5 separate regions of the Mus musculus genome follow, and regions 1, 3, 4 and 5 are each linked to region 2. A link is a contact called in public ChIA-PET and HiChIP or PLAC-seq data. All regions are on one chromosome and are shown on one strand. Each heading gives the region's core, a stretch centred on a gene start, on an enhancer-like site or on the middle of the called end of the contact. The rest is flanking DNA. Distances are from core to core; before and after follow the strand shown.

Region 1 (2,700 bases), core at 196-2,695, 360 kb after region 2:
TCAGCCCTATATATCATTCTAGTACCCCTTTCCAGACTGGACTAAGTAGGAATTTGGTTTCCCGCCTGAGGCAGTTATACTTTGGAGGTGGCATAGCCTTTCTCACCTGGACTGCAGGGTCTGGCTCTAAGTCACAGTGCTCCTTTCTCCACACTGTATCCAAGTTGCCTCCCAGAGGAGCCACCAGTTCTTATGGGTGGCAGTGGGTGGGGGTGGGGGGGTCTCTTCTCTCCAGCTGACTAAACATTTTTCTGTACCAGTTAATTTTTCCAACTAATAGAATAAAGGCAGTTTTCTAAATTTCCTGTATTCTCTTGTGTGTTGCTTTCGCCGGAAAGACTCCCCTGGAGAGGCTTCTTGAATGGCACCAGCTCCTCCTACTCCCTCCCTCTTCTAGACTAACCTTTTGTCTCCTCCCAAGAACATGGAAGTGGTTTCCCTGTGACACGTTCAAATCTAAAAAGTGGAGTGGAAGCCGGGTGTGGTGGCGCAGGCCTTTCATCCCAGCACTCGGGAGGCAGAGGCAGGTGGATTTCTGAGTTCGAGGCCAGCCTGGTCTACAATGTGAGTTCCAGGACAGCCAGGGATATACAGAGAAACCCTGTCTAAAAAAGACAAAAAAAAAAAAAAAAAAAAAAAGTGGAGTGGAATGTCATAGAGGGGACATGAGGGGCTGGGTTTTCTGGACTAAGACCAAACTGCACTGGGGGCAGGAATCTAGGACCACTAGAAGCACGTGTTCTGAGAGGAGCTAGGTTAGAGTCTGGAGCAGGGAGTCCTGCACTGCTGTCCACCCTTACAAAAACAACCAAAAGAAATTGCCTTTGATAGCGCTGTTAGTGCTACTAAAAAAAAGTCAGGCATGGGTGGTACAAGCCTTTAGTACCAGCACTCGGGATGAAAGCAAAGAGACAGGTAAATCTCTTGAGTTCTAGGCCTGCCTGGGCTACTGAACAAGCCTTAGTACAGCCAAGACTGCATACAGAAACACTGATGAGATGGAGACACCCCCCAAGACAAAACAAAACGAAAACATGCACTTGGAGTTCCAGGCGAGCCAGGGCTCTGTAGAGACCTTGTCTCAGAAACAAAACACTGGCCACCTGATGCGACGCAGCTCCTCTTGAGTTCAATTCCCAAATTATCACCGAGTGGAAGGAGAGAACCAACTCTGACCTCAACATGCATGCTCCTTCGATTTAATTAAACAATAAGTGTAATTAAACTTATGTTTTTAAAACCCTATAACCTTATGACTAGAAACGTGTGGGTAAAGTTACACAATATAAGGGAGCTGTGCGTGAGCTGCTTTAGCCGTTGTTATTGCCAGAGGCCATCTTCCTAGGCGGGACTCTAGACTAATTAAGAAACGGTTGAGTAAGACAGAGCTGGAAGATCCCCGCCTAAGCAAGCAGCTTCCTTCCAGACTAGTGCTACAGGAGCTAGACCAGACCCGCCCTAGGCACCTCCAGGCGCTTTAGCCCGGCCGCACCCTCTTCCCTGTTCCTCGATGGGGGGAGGGTAGAGGCCGGATAAGGCGGGACCCTGAGACTTAGAGCTGGCTGCCAGCCGGAAAGAAAGCGATGCCACGTGATCTCAGCACCATCCAGTTAAAAGGAGGTGCAGGGCCCTGTGAGCGCTAGTACGGATTCCACGTTTGAGTCCCAACATCTCCAGTATGTGTGCTGCTCGGCTCTCCGCGGCGGCACAGTCCACCGTGTATGCCTTCTCCGCGCGCCCGCTGACGGGCGGGGAGCCTGTGAGCCTGGGCTCCCTGCGGGGCAAGGTGCTGCTCATTGAGAATGTCGCGTCTCTCTGAGGCACCACGATCCGGGACTACACCGAGATGAACGATCTGCAGAAGCGTCTGGGACCTCGTGGACTGGTGGTGCTCGGTTTCCCGTGCAATCAGTTCGGACACCAGGTATATGGGGCGAGATGGGTGGCCTTGGGCTCTAGGCTCCCACGGGCGGGACACCGCTTACTTTCTCCTCTGGTACTACAGCTGGAATGCAGGCCTATCCTCGGTTATACAAGGAGGGCAACTTCCTGGTGACTCATCGGGAAACCTCTGTTTTGCAGTTAAAAAGCACATTCTTTCCGAAATCCTAGCACATAAATAAATGCCTTTGTCTTCCCTAGGAGAATGGCAAGAATGAAGAGATTCTGAATTCCCTCAAGTACGTCCGACCTGGTGGCGGGTTCGAGCCCAATTTTACATTGTTTGAGAAGTGCGAAGTGAATGGTGAGAAGGCTCACCCGCTCTTTACCTTCCTGCGGAATGCCTTGCCAACACCCAGTGACGACCCCACTGCGCTCATGACCGACCCCAAGTACATCATTTGGTCTCCGGTGTGCCGCAACGACATTGCCTGGAACTTTGAGAAGTTCCTGGTGGGCCCCGACGGTGTTCCCGTGCGCAGGTACAGCCGCCGCTTTCGTACCATCGACATCGAACCTGACATAGAAACCCTGCTGTCCCAGCAGTCTGGCAACTCCTAAGGCGGCCCTGGCATTGGCTTGGTGATTACTGGCTGCACTCTGGGGGGCGGTTCTTCCATGATGGTGTTTCCTCTAAATTTGCACGGAGAAACACCTGATTTCCAGGAAAATCCCCTCAGATGGGCGCTGGTCCCATCCATTCCCGATGCCTTTCCACCTAATGAAAGGTGGTTTCACTACTAAGAATAAAGTGCTGAA
Region 2 (2,700 bases), core at 170-2,669:
AAATAAAATAAAAGCATCAAGGCTGGGAGTAGCGGCTCGCACCTTTAACTCTGGCACTCAAACACAGACAAGCCCTGTTTATGATTTCAACCTGGTCTGCATAGCAAGTTCCAGACCAGAGCCAGAGCTACATGATGAGACTTTTATAAAGACAAAGCAAGCAAACAAACAACTCAACTGGCTGGTGATGGTGCGTGTCTTTAATGCCAGCACTCAGAGGCAAAGGCAGGGGAATGTCTGAGTTCGAGGACAGCTTGGTTTACACAGAGAAACCTTGTCTTTAAAAAAACAAAAACAACAAAAACAAACAAACAGTAGCAAGATGGATCTAGTGCCTTCGAGCCTGCTGTGGTGACAGCAACTACTTTCTTATTGGAACTGAGCCCACTCCACAGGAGGGAGAGAATTCATGTCTGGTATTATAAACCTGATCCAAAAAAAAAAAAAAAAAAAAAAAAAAAAAACAGTGATTGGGTAGGTCATAGGCCCTCATGGTAGAATGACAGTCATGTTAGTGACCTTAGCGCGGGGCCACTGTGGGCTTTTATCAGAGAGGCTTCCTTTTGTGGAGGGCAGTGGTGCCTGCAGGGACTCATAACCGGTCAGTGTGTAGAGAAGTGACCTGAATGTTCAGCCCTAAAGGAACATCTCGATCTGCTCTAGCCAAGGCTCAGGGAACGCCATGAAAAACAGGACGCGATAGCTTTAGAAGTGGAGGATGGAGTCTTTGCAGAACATGATCTTCTGGCCACAAATGGCTGTTGTGCTCTTGAACTCACAGTAGTTGTGACCTGCACAAGATCTGTACAAAATTTGGGCTTGTGAAGCATCCTATCATGGGAGGAACAGGGACTCATGAGGCCTCGCCCCTCCAGGAGGGTGAGACATTTTCTTTAGTTCTGTAACCACTGATAAGGTGCCCCTGGCTTCCATAAATAACCTCTCGCCCATCCTCTTGTATGAAACGTCTGCAAAACTCACCAAGTCACCAAGAGGAACAGCAAGAGTGGGAGGAGGATAGAGAAGCTAACAGATGAATATGATCAAAATGTACACGTATAAAAGTGCCATAACGAAGCACATTATTATGTGTAATTAATATATGGTGATGGAAAACACACCCACAAATACGCATGAACACAGCAACACCCTGTGTTATTTTCACAACTTATTGTGAGTCTACAGTTATTTCAAAACAAAAGTTTAAAATATATATGTGACACATGTCTTCATTTTGTGGCTGCCTGAGCTTCTCATTTCTCAGGTCTGACTCAGAGAGTCACTGGCCTCTTGTAACACTGGGACTTATCCAAGCGATAAACCCCAGTTGGCCTGCAGAGCACTGATATCTGTCCTCATTCACTGGGAGGACCAGGAACCAACTCAGTCTAGTTTCACTTTTGGTTTCCTGAAATCATAGAGGAAGCAGAAAGAGAGCTGTAACCAGCAGCAACCAGCGCTTTGGGGCCTGTTTGCCTTGTTTTCCTTGCCCCCTCCTGTGAGCCCTACAGCCTCCTCTCCAGCCCCACGACTGAGGATGGATGAAGAGTTATACTCCAGGCAGCTGTAAGTCTCAAGGTGGGATAACCAAGTCGGGTGGCTTCCAGACCTTTGGTCCCCAGCTGCCACCTCCTTCTTCTTAACCACAGGTATGTACTGGGCCTGCCTGCTATGCAGAGGATCCAGGAAGCCAAAGTCTTGCTATGTGGCCTGCAGGGTCTGGGAGCTGAGGTGGCCAAGAACCTAGTCCTTACAGGTGTGGGCAGCCTCACCCTGCATGATCCCCATCCCACCTGCTGGGCTGACTTGGCTGCTCAGGTAAGAGTTCTTGGGGGTCTCTATGCTGCCTCCCAGAGCAGAGGCCAAAGGGGAGTCTCCTTGATCAAGCTGCACTGAGCTGTCCTTAGTGTTTCCTTTCAGAAGAGAGCTTGGGAAGGAACAGGGCTGAGGCCTCTCAGGCGCAATTGGCTCAGCTCAATGAAGCTGTCCAGATCTCCGTCCACAGTGGCGACATCACTGAGGACCTACTGCAGGGTTTTCAGGTGCTTTCCCCAGAGCCACTTTGCATGCTAGCCTAGTACCTCCCTCCTGCCCTTAACGGCAGAGAGAAGGTGGCGAGTGATTCCGGGCCTGCTGATCAATCACGGTGTCCATCTAGGTAGTGGTGCTGACTGACTCCAAGCTGGAAGACCAGCTGAAGGTGGGACCTTTGTGTCACAAGCATGGAGTCCGCTTCCTGATGGCTGAAACCCGGGGCCTTGTGGGGTGAGGAGACTACCTGTGTACCCCACCACATCACTGCCAGCAATTGGTCCTAATGCCTTGCCCAGCCCTTAGCTTGCCCCATCCTCCCCGACTCAGCCTAGAGCTTACAAGGATGCTCTGGACTACAGTCTTGCCCTTGTTTCTCCACCTCAGCATGCAGACCTGCTTTAGTGCACCCTGCATGCCCAAACCAAAGTCTCCACAGCTTTCCTATAATTCCTTCCCCTTTGGGCCTGTCCTAGTGCCCCCTACTCACAACTAATGAGCTTCCTCAGTAACTTCCGCCACCCACACTAGGCGGTTATTCTGTGACTTTGGTGAGGACTTCACAGTTTTGGACCCTACTGAGGTAGAACCCATGACAGCTGCCATCCAGGACATCTCTCAGGTGGGTGCTCAGATGTAGAGGTTTCCCTGATGTCCAGAGAAAGGTGC
Region 3 (2,700 bases), core at 85-2,584, 270 kb before region 2:
TCTCCCCAGATGTTAATGGTCTGGTGGCAAAATGCACCTATTTCAAGAATGAGGAGTTATAGGTCCGGCTGGGACCCCAGCCTTAGTTCCAAAGGACTCTTCATCTTGACACTTTCCTTACCTCACCTGCTCTAGACAACCCGCCACCCCCCATGGTCCCTTGCCCACTTCACCACTAGGGTCCGTGGTTCAAACTGGGGCTTGACCCCAGGCTCTTCCAACTTAACAACACCTCACTTACACCGAGACCCCTGAACCGGAGAAGGACCGAGAGGCAGCTGGGGGCCAGGAGATCGGCAAATGGCTGAAAGAAAAGCCCATTTGGAAACAGATCCCCTTGTCTTGCGGTTCCGGGCGACCCTCCACGTGGGGGCTTCCAATTTAGACCTTCCCCTGGGGCTGACCTGGTCTTCAGATTAGAGACACTGTGGCAGTGCAAACGCGCCGTTTGGGAAAGAGTGCAGGCGTCAGCAGAGGACTAAAACAGAAGGATCCGAACTCCCACTCAACGAGGGTAAGGGTACCCACCCAAAACCTTGCGGGGGTGGAAAAAGTTAATTCACACACCAGTGATCCCGCAGGCCACATCACCTAGTCACACACACATCTTTACAGCGCCCGGGAACCGGGGAGGTTCAGGACGCCGGGACAGGTATGAAGCACATCCTAGTTCTGTCGCCTGGTACCCGCAGACAGTGTGCCACGGTTCGCCAGACCTCGCGCACTTCTAAGGAGTTGCAGTGCCGCGGATCCTAGTGGGGTCGGGAGGTCGTGTTCTCTCCGTACTCACCTCGTCCACGGCGGCGGGGCCTGGGCGCCCGGGCAGCGGTGGCCGCCGCAGCAGCGGAGAGGTTCGCGTCCGGCCGGTCCGCTTTAGCTGCCCCCCCCCCGGGCCACGGCCCTGTCCGCGCCCTCTTGTCTCTTAGCCTGAGCCGGGATCCGCACCGCGGACTCGGCTTCACTGGGTCCCCTGGCTTCGTGCACGTCAGCAGCCGAGGCCCCGGGCCCTAGCCCGGGCCATGGAAAGGCTCAGGGGCGCTCGGGGCCGCCTCCCCCGGGGCGGGCTGCGGGCGCCCCCTGGCCTGCGCGCCGAGGGCGCATTCCCCGGTGCGGGGCGCGGGCGGTGGCGCGCGCTAGGCTACAGAGCGCTGCGCTGGGCTCGGCCGGGTGGCGCTGCGCTTGCCTGGCTGTCTGACTAGGGCCCGGAGACCGAGCGGGGCTGCGCGGGTCCTCGAAGCGTACCCTGGCTCTACGCTGCGCTCGGGGCTCCCTGGACCGCTGCGGTTTGTTCCCTAGCTGCTCAGGTCTCGAGGCCGCTGGCGGGACGGGACGCTCGGAGCCGCGCGCGGAGCGCAGGCAATTGGCCGCCCGTGGGCGACATTTGCATAGCACGGCCCCGCCCCGCCGGGCCCGCCCGGCCCCACCTCCGGGGCGGGACCCTCCCGGCCACCGCCCCGCCCCCGCTCCACCTGTCCGCGGGCAGGGCTCAGGGTTCCCAGGCGGTGGGCAACCCGCGCCAGGGGAGACTGCTCTGCACCCTGCACCCCCGCCCTGGCATCGCGGGCGGCGCCCCCGCCCCGCCCTGGCTTTGTCTCTCCGTGGATACACGGCGCACATCGCGCCTGGTGTTTACCCGGGCATTCAACTCCCTGGTGAGAAGGGCTGGAGCGCAGGGGAGCAACCAGCTAGCACTCACCTGCGCGCCCCCTTCCGCGTTCCTCCTTCCTACTTGCTGCCAGCCACGGCCCAGCGGCGAAGGACCTGGGATGGCCCAGGCCTCTCAGCAGGTGGCGGTGCAGCCCTTGGGACGGTTGGCACTTCTGGACCTTCCGACAGATGGCTACCTCCAGAGTAGGTCAAGTGGGTGCAGCCCAGCCACTAGCTCTGTCCAGCTAGCCAAATGCTCCAAGTGATCACCTCAAACACCAGTAAGTCTCATTTCAAGCCAGCGGTCCTCACAGACTTTCCCTTTACAGTGCCATATTCCAGAGAACCCAGATGACAGGAGGACGACTCAAGGCATACCCCCCACCCCTCTGCTATGAAAAGGGCACTTGCTTTCAAATCTCAACAATTGAGCAAGAGCCTCCCCTGACCCCAGGAAGGGTCCCTCTGAGCAGCCCATCCCCCAAGGTCATGGCCTCATCAGCCAGAACCACTTCTCAGCCCTTCCCCATACACTCTTGCTGTGGTCCCAGGAGGCTTTGGCCCTCTTTGTCCTCTGCTTCCTCCCTGTCCTCCATCTCCTATTCCCTCCTCTTCTCTCCCTTCTCTTCTGTCTTCCTCCTTTCTTTCTCTCTGCCTTCTGCTCTCTCCCCACTCAGTCCTCCATTTGTCTTCTTCCTCCCCTTCCTACCCCTCTTTCCTCCTGTCTTCCTTTTCCATTTCTCTTTTCTTCTTCCTCCATCCTCTCCTTTTCCTGGCTACAACTCCCAGAAGAGCCACTCTTCCTCTGACCCACTGGCTGGCTGACTGTGTGCATTAGGTGGGTATCAGAGGGCTGCTGGGATACTACTGAGGGTCACCTGACTCACAAGTGGGGTACTTCCTATGCTTCCAAGAGGGCCTGGCTGTTTAAGGTGAGGAAATGTCTACCTGCTGTAGTGAGGGACAGCACCGATCTGATCTTCTCCCTAATGTCATACTTCACTCAAAACATTAACAAAGCCGGGCGGTGGTGGCGCACACCTTTAATCCCAG
Region 4 (2,700 bases), core at 159-2,658, 420 kb before region 2:
GCTTCAGGCATCGACAGGGGAGCTGGTAAGATGCAAACCCTCCAAGGACGCTCAGCCCAATTTCAGGACTTCCTGTCTCTTGGCCCTCTGGCTAGGAACAGTTAGTTTCTCAATGGCCTTCCCTGGATCTCTTGCAGCTTCAGGCCTTCCTCACTGACACACTACTCGACCAGTTGCCCAATCTTGCCGATCTGAAGGGTTTCCTGGCCCACCTGTCCCTGGCTGAAACCCAGCCCCCTAAGAAGGACCTAGTGTTAGAACAGGTAAGGCCCTAGAACATGCTTGGGAGTGCTTGGGACGGTGGTCCACTTTTCCGGCTCCTTCCTCCCTGTCTCCATTACACTTTTTTAGATCCCAGAAATCTGGGATCGCCTGGAGAGAGAGAACAAAGGGAAATGGCAGGCTATCGCCAAGCACCAGCTTCAGCACGTATTCAGCCTCTCGGAGAAGGATCTTCGTCAACAAGCACAGAGGTAAAGTCCACTGAGTGGCTGAAGTCACGTGCATAGGACCAAGGAGGGAAGGTCACCTAGTGCTTCTGTGCACCTACCTGCCCGGTCCGTCCATTCAGCTCTTCTCGACTCCTCCCCCAGGTGGGCTGAAACCTACAGGCTGGATGTCCTAGAGGCAGTAGCTCCGGAGAGGCCCCGCTGCGGCTACTGCAACGCAGAGGCCTCCAAGCGCTGCTCCAGATGCCAGAATGTGTGGTATTGCTGCAGGTGAGGCGATCCTGGGACCTTAGTTGCCCCCCTAAGCTCCAACCCTGGGTTCTCCTACAAGCCCTGTCATTGTCATGCAACCCACCCCGCTGCAGGGAGTGTCAAGTCAAGCACTGGGAGAAGCACGGAAAGACATGTGTTCTAGCAGCCCAAGGTGACAGAGCCAAGTGAAGGCCGTAGCTGCCGAGGGCCGACAGAAGAGCGCACCCAGACTGTGACTGAGCTTCAGGGACTCGTGGCTCGCCCCTGTCAGACCTCAATTTCCCTGGTGAGCACAGCTGAGTCAAGTAGAGCTGCAAACCACCACACTCTTCACTTCCTGCCCCACCCAGCGAATACGCAGAGGACCAGGCCACAGCATCAGCAAACTGGCAGACAGGGTTGGGGGGTGTAAGCAAGGGCCGGATGTGGAGACCCTCTTCCTTTCGCACAATAAAGCAGACTCATGAAACGCAACAGTGTGGCGCTGTACAGTCATCCTTGGGGTCGGGGGAGAAGACTGGACGGAAAGATTGGGAAGGGGCTCTTTGAAAGGGCCCACCCCTGTGCCGTGCCCCGCCCACAAGTCCACACGGTCGGCTCGCCTAGGGTTCCAGCGCGTCCTCCTCGGCTCTTTCCCGCCGCCCTGCCTGGATCCTGGGGGCGGTGCCGAAGTCGCGGCCCGCCCTGCGGCCTCGCCCGCTCGGTACTCACTAGCTGCTAGTCCGCTACAGCACCGGCCTGACCGGGCCATGTCGGCGGAGCCAGAACTCATTGAACTACGCGAGCTGGCACCGTCCGGGCGCATCGGTCCAGGCCGTACCCGGCTGGAGCGTGCCAACGCTCTGCGCATCGCCCCGGGTACAACACGCAATCCGTCACAGCAGCACGTCCCGGGTCGTGGCCACCGTTTCCAGCCTGCAGGGCCCACCACGCACACGTGGTGCGACCTCTGTGGAGACTTCATCTGGGGCGTCGTGCGCAAGGGCCTACAGTGCGCGCGTGAGTAAGCGGCCCCACACAGCCAGCGACTACGGAAAGGGAGGCAGCACCATAGTTGCGGGTCAAGCGGCAGTGGAGGGCTGGTCAGTTGTGATGATCCTGCAGACCAGATCTCCTGGCCTTGCTCCATCAGGGAGAGTGCTTGAGAAAATGGTTTATCACTTGTCACGCTCTGTCCGTGCACAGTTGGGCAGAGTTAGTTGTCTGTGAATAAGAAGGTGCTTCAAGTTTGTCTTTAAAGTGCTTGTGCCCTTTCTTGAAAAGCCTTTGTGCCTGCTGAGCTCTGAGCCTACATTCCGAGGCCCGCCTCTTCCCAACGATTGGCTCACTGTGTTCCCCCTCTAGATTCCTGGGTGACGTCTCCCACATTAATAGGGGGCCAGAAAAAGTTAGAACCTTAGTTAGGCTCCTTGTTAGTAGGAATTCTATTGAAACTTCAGTCAAGGTTGTTTTGAGTCAAGGATGCAGAGGCTAAAACATGGAGTCCAGCCACACACACAATGAGTGGTCCTTCTGACCTAGGAATTACCAGCAAACAGAACCACGCAGGACAATATATACCTTCCAGTCTCCTCGCGCCTACTTCTCCTCTCAGACTTGTTGACTCCGTTGTTGAAAGTGGACCTTAGGCATCCTGGTTTTTCTGTTTTGGTTTGGTTTTTTGGTTGTTTTGTTGTGTTTTAAGACAGGGTTTCACTCTGCAGCCCTGGCTTGCCTAGAACTCTCTATGCAGACCAGGCTGTGACAAGCAACCCACCTGCCCCTGCCTCCCAAGTTCTGATGTATAGTTTTGAGTTGAGAATCGGTGCTTTGGGCCATATAGGAACTTAAAAATGGCACTGTAGGCCTGTGTGTGCCTCCAGATCATCTCATTCACTATACAAGTATGTCACAAACTCAGCTAGTGTAGCAGTTTGTGACAGAATGCCACATGAGAGCAAGAGCTGCGGCATCTCAGCATTCACAAGGAGAAAGAAAGCTGCTCTGGGGTTCTTGTCTA
Region 5 (2,700 bases), core at 47-2,546, 390 kb before region 2:
GAACAGCTGGAGTGGTACTCTGGGGGGACCTGAGCTTCTCTAGCTCTGAGGTGAGCGTTGCCCCTCATCGTGCACATGCTGGAGCCCCAAGATAGGGGAGAAGCCATGCCAAGTCATAGAAAAGGAGCTTTGACCTATCTTTTCTCTGTGTAGGAAAAGTGCTGGCGTCTCCATGACTACTTAGTGGGCACTTTAGGCCCCTATGTGATCAATGTGACCAAGGCTGCCATGGCTTGCAGTCACCAGCGATGTCATGGCCATGGTCGATGTGCCCGGAAAGACCCAGGACAAATGGAAGCCTTTCTACATCTGCAGCCAGATGACAGTCTTGGAGCTTGGAATTCCTTCAGATGCCATTGTTATTCGGGTTGGGCTGGCCCTACCTGCCTGGAGCCTAAACCCTGAGCCCAACATAGAGTCAGGAGTCCCTGCCTTTGCTACTTGACCCTGCTGTCATTTTCCCAGTCCTAGAGGAATTCCCCTTTATGCTTTGTTTAGCTTATGGGACTTTCCCAAGTACATATCCCACTTCCACCAATACAACTTCCATAGAAATTCCTGAGGAGCCGGGCATGGTGGCGCACGCCTTTAATCCCAGCACTCGGGAGGCAGAGGCAGGCCGATTTCTGAGTTCGAGGCCAGCCTGATCTACAAAGTGAGTTCCAGGACAGCCAGGGCTATACAGAGAAACCCTGTCTCAGAAAAAAAAAAAAAAAAAAAAAAGAAGCTTCCGGGTCAGTTCCAGGCATTTAAGGTGACTAGCCTAGGACTTTGTTCCTATACCCCAGCGTATCTATAGAGAAGTAAAATCTAGGTTCAGACAACCCCTACATGCCTCCCAACACACATCCCCCCCAAAAAAAATTAAGCTAAGGTCTGTTAAACGCTAAGCTATTATCTGTATTTTTATCCATAAAGTCACTCTTTCATTACTTGAAGTTTGTCCTCACCATTCTATCTAGGGCCAAACCTGGCGCCTCCAAGCAGGTGCTTCGTTATCAGGCCCTGCAGACGCTTCTAGTGAGAAAGGAAACTACTGAGTTAACTATGAACCGCGCGGGCGGGGGTAGGGGAAGGAGGGGCGAAGTGGGTACGCAGGGCATTGTGGGTACATAGTTTAGCTAGAGCGGCGTCGGCTTATGTGTCTCCGGAATGGACTACTACTCCCGTCGTGCACTGCGCACAACTTGGGCGGTGCTAATCTGTGTACGCTGATGCCTGGGGATAGTAGTTTCGGCCGCGTGTATGTGGATCTGAACTTGGTGGCCGGGAACTCACCTTCCCAGCGACCCATTTGACAGGGCGGGGCGCCTCACGAAGATGGTGGCGCGCGCGGCGTGTGGCTCCTGTCGTCCTCGCCAGTCTCAGCTCAGCACACGGGCCAGCGTTTCGCTGGTTTGGAGTCCCCGCCCTCCGGGTCCCTGACCCCGCGCCCCATTCCCGTGTTCCCAATTCTCGGTTCCAGGAATGCCTCGTGCTCGGAAGGGCAATGCGCTCCGCAAGGGCGGTCAGCGCCGTGGAGGAGGTGAGTCCGGGGGCTCCAGTAGACTTGTTCAGTAGTGAGCGGGGGTGTTCCGTGATTCCCCTTCGATGTCATTGAGGGACCTGAGTTGATGAATCTTCCCAGATCAGCCCAGCGTGACCTCCCAGAACTCTGCTAAGGCTCGCACGTGCCCCAGCTGGCATTGGCCACGTGTGCGCCTCACTTGAGCACATTGCCAGCTGTTTTTCGAAATCCCGCGCCGCAACGATGACTTGACCAGCATTAAGGACCTAGGTTTTCCCATCGCTACTGGGGTAGAAAACCACACCAGAAAGAGCGTGAAGCCAACCCTTTTGCCAAATACTAGTAGTGCATTTGGTAGGCTGCACAAGGAAATTAGCAGAGAGACCTTGTCTGTTCTGTAAAACGGGGAAGTGTGATTGGAAAGGTAGAGAATTGGGGCCCTGTCAATTGGACTAGAGACCGGGAGGACATCCAGAGAGACCGAAGCAGCCTGGAGACTTCTTATCAGACTCAACCAGAAGCATGACCTGTTGCATTAAACAAACAACTGCTGAAAAAGAGTGCCTGCCCAGCATATTTTTGACCTGACAGCCACTTTAATGTGGCTTGGGTCTCGGGGCATTTAATAGGGTGGTGACAGTTCCACAAGAACTAGTACTGAAAGCATATACTTACCGAGAGTGGTCTTAGAATTATGGCAGGCCCTGTGAGGGGAGCTTCTGAGACGGTAAAGAATCTGGCGCAAGGGCCCAGCAGCCAAAGGGACCACAATACAGTGCGGCAGATGAGACCGTCCGGGCAGTTTTGACAAGTAGGATAGTAAGAGAAGAGGTGAACAGAAATCAACGTGTGGGCTGAACGTTTTTTTACAAGCAAGTAATGTTAGTGGTCCCTAAGGTGTAAGGACTCCTACTGGGTCAGAACCTGTCCAGGGTGCCTACCATAGTAGCTGCCCTATTTAAGGCCAGTCTTCAGCCCTGGAGAGAGCTCACAGGCCGTCTCTCTGTTCCTGCCCTACTGACACTTTGAGAGTCCCTATGTTTACTTTTTCAGACACCCGGTCAAGAGCTTCTTCTGGTCTTCCAAGGCTCAGAGGCACCATCGTGTCTATACCTAAAGTTGGTGGCCCTGAGTGGACCAAAGGAAGCTCAGAAAACAATATATTTGAAACACAGAGTGCCCAGCACACCCAC

Evidence for each region. ChIA-PET counts read pairs in DNA pulled down with a chosen protein or histone mark. HiChIP or PLAC-seq counts read pairs in DNA pulled down with a chosen protein or histone mark.
Region 1: a contact with region 2 is called in an RNA polymerase II ChIA-PET map of memory CD8 T cells, with 105 read pairs. The contact joins the promoter of Gpx1 here to the promoter of Uba7 in region 2. A contact is called at or near these places in 1 of 39 promoter capture datasets (erythroid cells) and 5 of 115 datasets of contacts at active chromatin or transcription factors (bone marrow-derived dendritic cells, bone marrow-derived macrophages, cardiomyocytes and 2 more).
Region 3: a contact with region 2 is called in an HNF4G HiChIP or PLAC-seq map of pancreatic cancer cells. The contact joins the promoter of Sema3f here to the promoter of Uba7 in region 2. A contact is called at or near these places in 1 of 39 promoter capture datasets (embryonic stem cells) and 2 of 115 datasets of contacts at active chromatin or transcription factors (memory CD8 T cells and pancreatic cancer cells).
Region 4: a contact with region 2 is called in an RNA polymerase II ChIA-PET map of memory CD8 T cells, with 105 read pairs. The contact joins the promoter of Rassf1 here to the promoter of Uba7 in region 2. A contact is called at or near these places in 1 of 39 promoter capture datasets (erythroid cells), 2 of 115 datasets of contacts at active chromatin or transcription factors (memory CD8 T cells and pancreatic cancer cells) and 2 of 9 other capture datasets (liver and pancreatic islet).
Region 5: an RNA polymerase II ChIA-PET map of memory CD8 T cells shows a contact between it and region 2, with 44 read pairs. The contact joins the promoter of Ifrd2 here to the promoter of Uba7 in region 2. A contact is called at or near these places in 1 of 39 promoter capture datasets (erythroid cells), 3 of 115 datasets of contacts at active chromatin or transcription factors (bone marrow-derived macrophages, memory CD8 T cells and pancreatic cancer cells) and 2 of 9 other capture datasets (liver and pancreatic islet).

Annotation. Positions count from the first base shown.
Region 1 is chr9:108,337,635-108,340,334 of GRCm38.p6, forward strand. It overlaps Gpx1 (glutathione peroxidase 1), which reads left to right and starts at 1,446. Exons shown (of 2, transcript NM_008160.6): 1 at 1,446-1,924; 2 at 2,143-2,700. The coding sequence starts at 1,679. The coding sequence ends at 2,502. Rhoa (ras homolog family member A) reads left to right here. Exons shown (of 6, transcript NM_016802.5): 6 at 1-309.
Region 2 is chr9:107,974,148-107,976,847 of GRCm38.p6, forward strand. Uba7 (ubiquitin-like modifier activating enzyme 7) reads left to right here and starts at 1,420. Exons shown (of 24, transcript NM_023738.4): 1 at 1,420-1,566; 2 at 1,650-1,818; 3 at 1,908-2,042; 4 at 2,159-2,265; 5 at 2,563-2,653. The coding sequence starts at 1,538.
Region 3 is chr9:107,708,628-107,711,327 of GRCm38.p6, forward strand. It overlaps Sema3f (sema domain, immunoglobulin domain (Ig), short basic domain, secreted, (semaphorin) 3F), which reads right to left and starts at 1,335. Exons shown (of 18, transcript NM_001379496.1): 1 at 791-1,335.
Region 4 is chr9:107,550,147-107,552,846 of GRCm38.p6, forward strand. It overlaps Rassf1 (Ras association (RalGDS/AF-6) domain family member 1), which reads left to right and starts at 1,409. Exons shown (of 6, transcript NM_001243748.1): 1 at 1,409-1,700. The coding sequence starts at 1,451. It overlaps Zmynd10 (zinc finger, MYND domain containing 10), which reads left to right. Exons shown (of 12, transcript NM_053253.4): 9 at 138-263; 10 at 352-473; 11 at 594-719; 12 at 815-1,175. The coding sequence ends at 890. It overlaps Gm34106 (predicted gene, 34106), which reads right to left and starts at 691. Exons shown (of 2, transcript NR_168657.1): 1 at 551-691.
Region 5 is chr9:107,586,422-107,589,121 of GRCm38.p6, forward strand. Ifrd2 (interferon-related developmental regulator 2) reads left to right here and starts at 1,297. Exons shown (of 12, transcript NM_025903.2): 1 at 1,297-1,525. The coding sequence starts at 1,468. Hyal3 (hyaluronoglucosaminidase 3) reads left to right here. Exons shown (of 4, transcript NM_178020.3): 3 at 1-50; 4 at 154-938. The coding sequence ends at 405.